Regions from separate parts of the Drosophila melanogaster genome. Here region 2 is linked to region 1. Evidence: chromatin contacts called from public Hi-C data. All regions are on one chromosome and are shown on one strand. Each heading gives the region's core, a stretch centred on a gene start, on an enhancer-like site or on the middle of the called end of the contact. The rest is flanking DNA. Distances are from core to core; before and after follow the strand shown.

Evidence for each region. A called contact is a pair of places that touch in the nucleus more often than the background predicts.
Region 2: a contact with region 1 is called in a Hi-C map of the Kc167 cell line, with 4 times the contacts expected there. The contact joins the promoter of CG31886 here to the promoter of Sema1a in region 1. A contact is called at or near these places in 7 of 107 Hi-C or Micro-C datasets (the Kc167 cell line, the S2 cell line and embryo) and 4 of 6 datasets of contacts at active chromatin or transcription factors (the Kc167 cell line and the S2 cell line).

The regions. Positions count from the first base shown.
Region 1 is chr2L:8,540,522-8,543,700 of dm6, forward strand. Sema1a (Semaphorin 1a) reads left to right here and starts at 1,626. Exons shown (of 22, transcript NM_135399.5): 1 at 1,626-1,691. It overlaps CG17834, which reads left to right. Exons shown (of 6, transcript NM_164827.2): 6 at 1-918. The coding sequence ends at 715. It overlaps tRNA:Asp-GTC-1-4 (transfer RNA:Aspartic acid-GTC 1-4), which reads right to left and starts at 1,102; the gene lies at 1,031-1,102. tRNA:Asp-GTC-1-5 (transfer RNA:Aspartic acid-GTC 1-5) reads left to right here and starts at 1,240; the gene lies at 1,240-1,311.
Region 2 is chr2L:8,957,362-8,960,540 of dm6, forward strand. It overlaps CG31886, which reads right to left and starts at 1,690. Exons shown (of 2, transcript NM_001103659.3): 1 at 1,517-1,690. The coding sequence starts at 1,616. It overlaps CG9525, which reads right to left. Exons shown (of 2, transcript NM_001273341.1): 2 at 1,894-3,179. The coding sequence ends at 2,957.

The sequences.
Region 1 (3,179 bases), core at 376-2,875:
TTCGGCCGAATGCTCGCCGTCGGGTAGCCAAACGACACTTACTCCCAAAAAGTTCGAGGCCATTGCCGAGGAGGAGAAGGAGGACGACAAGGCCGATGAGGAGGAGGAGATCATGGAGGAGGTGGTGCTGCGACCTCGCCTCATCGACCGGCATCCTCATCTGCTGGCCAACCCCAGTGGACTGACGACCACGCCCAAACGGATCCTGCGATCCGCCAAGAGCGTTCCGCACATGAATGTCCGTTCGTCGGCCAGTGAGACGGATATATTCTCCATTAGCGGTACGATGACCGGAAGCAGTCAGATCAGCATGACGCCGGAGGTGCCATCGATATCGTTCAGTAATCTGCCTAAGAACTACGAGGACACGCCCACTATTGAGAAGTACCGGGTATCGCAGAGTCTCTATTCCATTCAAACGGCGAATGCTGCTCGGGCCACACAGGATGATTACTCCATGCCGCGCTACTTCCGTCGATCTGCCATGCTATTGACCCAGAGCTCTGAGGTGCTGCCCGGCGCCAGTTCACTGGCCTCCATGTCGCCATCGATGGCCTCGTCCTCTGCCTCGCCCGGGTCCTCCAAGGACGAACTGCGACGGCCAGAGAAGGAGAAGAGCAAACGACTCCAGATGCTGCGTGGCAATCTACCGCCCTTACTTATTCATTCCGTGTCCTTCAAACGAAATCGCGACGAGGGCAAGCAGGTTGACTAGTCGCACTGCAGATATACATATTTATTTGTTAATCACTTTGTCCATGTTTTTAATGTTTTAAATTTATTAGCCTTTAGTACCTGCTTATGCGTTTTCTGTATTATCTTCTAAGCAATGACCTTGTCCAAACAATTCCTCAGTATTCAGATGTACTTCATTTTGAATTAATGATTGATATTACAAAATAAATTGTATTTTACCACAAAAAACAGCGATTAAAGATCCTACTTAATAAATCTTTATAAAAATCTAAACGATATCTATTTGTACCATTTTAAAAGAAATAAATGCGAGCTTGAAAAAAAATGCACTTATCTCCCCGACGGGGAATTGAACCCCGGTCTCCCGCGTGACAGGCGGGGATACTAACCACTATACTATCGAGGATGTTATACAAAGTGAGTCAAACTCGGGTTTTCCGTTTGCGGAGTGTGAATGCTTGTTTCAATTTCATCTGTTCCCCATTTGTACTCTGAAGACAGTGTGCAAGCTCGAGACGGTTGTTTGACAGTGGGTAGACAACATCCTCGATAGTATAGTGGTTAGTATCCCCGCCTGTCACGCGGGAGACCGGGGTTCAATTCCCCGTCGGGGAGAGATGTAAAAATTACTTTTTGTTGATTGTTTTAATTTATTAATTTAATTTTTTAATTTTTTAATTTCAAAATTTAAGTAATGCAATACATGTTTCAGACCAACAAATTAAAATAAAAAATTGCACCATATAGCTTAAAAAAACGTCAAACATGTATATTTAATTAGGTCATCCTGGAAGTGATATATAATGAAACACATTTCAACGGGTATATAAGTTTTGTTAAGGGGTAACTGTAAGCCGGACCCATTTAGCTTACCACCCAATATGGTAGCACTGGCTGTAGAAATTCCCAATGGCAACGCTAGTCGACCAGTTTTCATTCGTATTGGCGTGTGTGTTGTTTGTACAACAAAACATTCTAGTTGTTTTATTTGCAAGGTGCTCATATAAAAACATAAACAATATATTTCGTAGAGTGCCCTAATAATTTATTAAGTTGTGAATTAAACAAATATGAATAAGAAGCGTGTCCAAGTGAATTGGTTAAATTGTAAATTATAAATAAAGCAATACATATAAACGGCCGGCAAAACAGAGAGCGCGTTTTAAGAGAGAACCTAATAGGAAAAGAGTGTAGAGCTGCCAGGTTTCAATTAGGTACCAGGTACCAAACGTATTTATTATTCGAGAAGAACTATTTTTGGTGACTAAATATGGTTTCTGATTATAGAAGTGTTCTCCTAATATATAATTTTTAAAAATTTTTTTCTACACGTGCCCTCAGATTGTTGATATTCAAAATTCGTACACAAACGCCCTTGACAGGCGCAGTCTCACCCGCGCCCACTGAGAGCGGAACGACGGAAATTTCAAACATTATTTCTATTTTCTATTTGAATTGAAACTATGTATTTTCCATAATTTTCAAAATATTCTTGATTTTTTTTGAATAACTAAATTAATTATTTTAAGTATCGCGAGGGAGAATAAGAGTTTAAAGCGGCCGATTATATTGAGGGGGAGTTTCAGTCAACGAAAAGGAAATAGTGAGAGGAGAGGGCTTATTGAAGAGAGCCTCTCATTTTAAAATTTCTCTTTAAGCGTGTTCCTTCTAAAGGACACAAGAAACTAATATGTTTATGAAATAAGAAACTTAACCGTGTATGTGTTTTCCAATTTTGCGTGAACAAATAAAAGAGCTCAAGCATTTTATCGTTTGAGTAATTTTAGATAAAAATTTATTAATATTTTTTAATGTTTTCAATTTGCCATAGACAACATTTTTTCCAATAAAATTCGGTAATATAAATAACATGGTGTTATGGCCTGCAATTTTTATATAAATTTTTAGTAGCACGCTCTTAGTTTAATATTTAGGTCAATAAAATAATTATCCTTATTGTTTTTTTTTTTAATTTGCATATTGTTTGTTGACCAGCTGTTAAGAGAAGAGAGGAGAGAGAAAAAGAGAACCGAAAAAGTGACCGTTCGCGACTTCGCAGTCAGCGCTGGAAAACGCACTAACGCGCGGAAAATGCCCTAGCGCCAGAGAAAGTGCCATTTGAGACTGAACTCTCTTTCGTGCGAGTTCCCTTTTCATTCGAAAATTTAACGCCCGCGCTGCTGCAGCGCGTTGTTGCTCCGGTTGGAAAATATCTGAAAACAGCATTAATAAATAAACAAAAATATTGGATAAATCGCCGGTAGAAACGCTGCATAAAACGAAATTTGGTTTCTTGTAAAATATTATTTTTCAAGATATTTTCTTGTTAATTTCCGGATATTCGACAAGGATATAAATGTTTCTTTCGCGTTGATAAACAAATTCCAGCACCGCTACCTTTGTGTCGCGCAATTGTGAAAAGTGATTTGTCCATTGTGTACATTAATTAATAAATTGGTAATTGCTCAATTTAGAAACATGTG
Region 2 (3,179 bases), core at 440-2,939, 420 kb after region 1:
TTGTCTTCAGTGTAGTGCGAAAATCCTTGAAATAACCGTAGCCGGTTTTTTTCCGGTTTTGAAAAAGATTTGTAGCCGCCACGGAAATATGCATTTGAAATGCAAAACACCTGTGGAAATGTTATTCTTGTTTGTTTATTTTAGTTTGGCACTTACATTCTGTATCTTCCCTATAGTTTGTTCTATATCTTTGGGATGACAATTGCGATTTGATTTGTGAATTTCACATGTAGTTGTCGATTTCAGTTTCTATTCCTTTGTTTGCATTGCTATTTGCGGTTTAACAAAGTCGCTCAGGTGAGCATATATCCGAAATTAGAAGAATGCATACGTTTAAATATTTTATAAGTCCGAGGAGCGAAGCACACGTGCCGCTTCCCATGGTTATTATCAGAAGCAACTAACTGACTGTTCGTTCAAGCGGTTTGATGTTTTATTTTGACACACATTTTAATCAACAATTTTCTCTATCTCGCTCAACCGCTTATCGCGACACTCTCTCTATTTTTCACTCTTTTATTAACACTTTGTTTCCGCATATCTTTGTTTGTTTTCGAAACACGTCGTGGAATGTTTATAAATAAAGGGTCACTTCAATTGTCTCCTTCACACAACTTAGACCTTTTTCCCCCGTTTTCCAAATGCTTAAATATTTATCCAGGCATTATTATCACGAAATTTTCACAAGACTGGACGACAGAGGAACCAACAAAACGATTCAGTTCACTACAAAGCAATCCAAGAAATGAGACGGGAAACTGACTGAGTGGAAATTTTAACCCCAAACAACTGTAGACGCTCTCTGTGCTCTTTGTTTTAAGCGTGCACTGTAAAAAATTCAACTTCGTATAAAAAATATATTTGCTAAGTTTATTAAAAATTGTGAGTTTAGAATGATTTTGTTATTCTGGTTTTCATTCAAATTAAATATCGGTTTTATTCTTCTTATTTTAAGAAGAAATGTTACGACTTATAGTGAAATATAATTAAGATTTGTTTGAGTGGTTGCTCTCTCTTAAGAGAACGAGAAAAATACTACTAGGGAAACTCATGTGAAGTGAAGTTGGCTGCGCTGAAAAAGTAGGTTTGCAACTCGGCTAACTTGAAGGCGGGAATTTATGATTGTGACGAACATAAATCTTAAATTGAGAAAAATAAAGTAGGGAGGATTAGGAATTTATTATATTTATTTAATAATTTCATTTATTTGTTTAGTATTTGAAAAAAAAATAAAACATGTGTTACATATAATTAATTTAAGTTTAAGGAAAAATTATTGGAATTAATATATGTATTTTAAAATAAAAAAATAGGAGAAATAAAAACTTCTGATGACTTATATTTGGTGGCTTCAGCCTATTTAATAAATACATTTTTGGAGTTTACATTTTTTTAAAGCTTCACTTTCATTTTTTTTTTTTTAGATTTTCGTATAAGTTAACCATATATATGGTAGCTCCAAAATGTCCTTAACTTATAAAAGGACAACTTGCATCTAATTCCCCCCAATACTTACTATGCAAATCCGGCATTGAGTAATAGAAATCCGTGTGATAATAATGCAACTGTCCAGGACTTACTGACGTAGTCCTGTTGAACATCTTTTTGTTGGACATGCTGGATATTTAATTAAATTTCTTTAAAGGAGTGAAAATGAAGACAGAGCTGAACCGACGGCTGCGAATTATCGCAGCGAACTAATGAAATGAATATAATCCAAATCGGGACAGAGCCAACTGTTTGGGATAACGATGACGCTTAGTGCAAACAGTCGTCGCACACTGGTTCATTAAATCAAAAAAAACATTGCGAAAATCGAATTCAATAAAAGGTATCTAAAAAAAAGAAACAATTTTATAAATACTTTATAGTTTATTGATTTTAGGTCCTAATAAACTGCAATATAATTTATATAAATATAATAGTGAAAACTTTAAATTACGCCACTGTGCCTCGGGAGTGCCTGTCCTCATCTGAACTGATACTGATAGTCGCCGACGGCCCATTATCATAATGAATTAGTAAACAATGTTAATAAGTAGACAAAACATAGCCTTTCAAATGATAAGCGGCCAATCATGAGGCAGAAGTTCTGGCTTTCAACCTGGGCACAAGTATCAATTTATCTGACGATTCGACATATTGATTGGATATATAATATGGGACCCAACACAACTTCCGCAGTCCCAAGAATTAGATAAGTGCTTTCATTTCCGCTTTGCAAACTAATGGCATAGCTAATAGCATTGTATAAAGATATAAGATATAAGATTTATTTTCCGGGGTCCGACGACAAAGTTCTTCAGTGTTGTGTGACACCTGTCATTTTTCACCTACATGCAAACAAAGATAAAATTATTTCTTGACGCATCCCGCTTAGTATAAGCGACTTGAGAGTTCTAGATATCAAATAAATTAGGGATTTACAGCACTGTTAATCTTATCTACTGTCAATTATTTTATTGTAAGGGTGGAAAGTTTTGCAACGTAAATGCAGGCTGAATTCAATATGGGTTTGACATTATTTGCTTCTAGGTGTTACATTGGTTGTAGATTTAAGAAATTATTCTCATTTTATAGGTCAATGTATTGTATATAAGTCAAAGTAGAAACATATTGTGAATATTGTGCATTGGCTTGTACATACGTATGCACGCTGAAGTAGATAACAATTAAATTTTTAAACAATGAAATTGTCCCATTCCAGTCGAGAACAAGAGTGACTGGGAGCTGTCCGGATAATGGTAAAATGGATAACTCAGTAACTTATGGGTCTGATTGTGTCACTATCTGTGATTGCTTTTAGCAAGGTTTACCTGAGAAGGTAAAATTGAGATAACCCTGGTTTTAATAATGTTGATATATGGATGGCACCTAGTGCTTTAAGCTTATATTGTTCAAATCACTTGGATTATAACCCAAAAGTATATAGTTAGATAACTAAATTTATCATTAGTTACACCGAAATAACTTCAATGTTCAATGTTTCAATGTTTTGGTCGTTTTCTCGCATGTCTGGTAATTCATATAATTTATCATCTATTTTATTTTTATTCGGTATTAATTTTGTGACCTCTGAAGTGCTGTGATTTTCTAGTATTTGGCTCTTGCATATACAAAACTTTCTGCCTCGCAATCTTCGCATGCAACTCGAGTCATTTTGATAGTTATTCAATCGG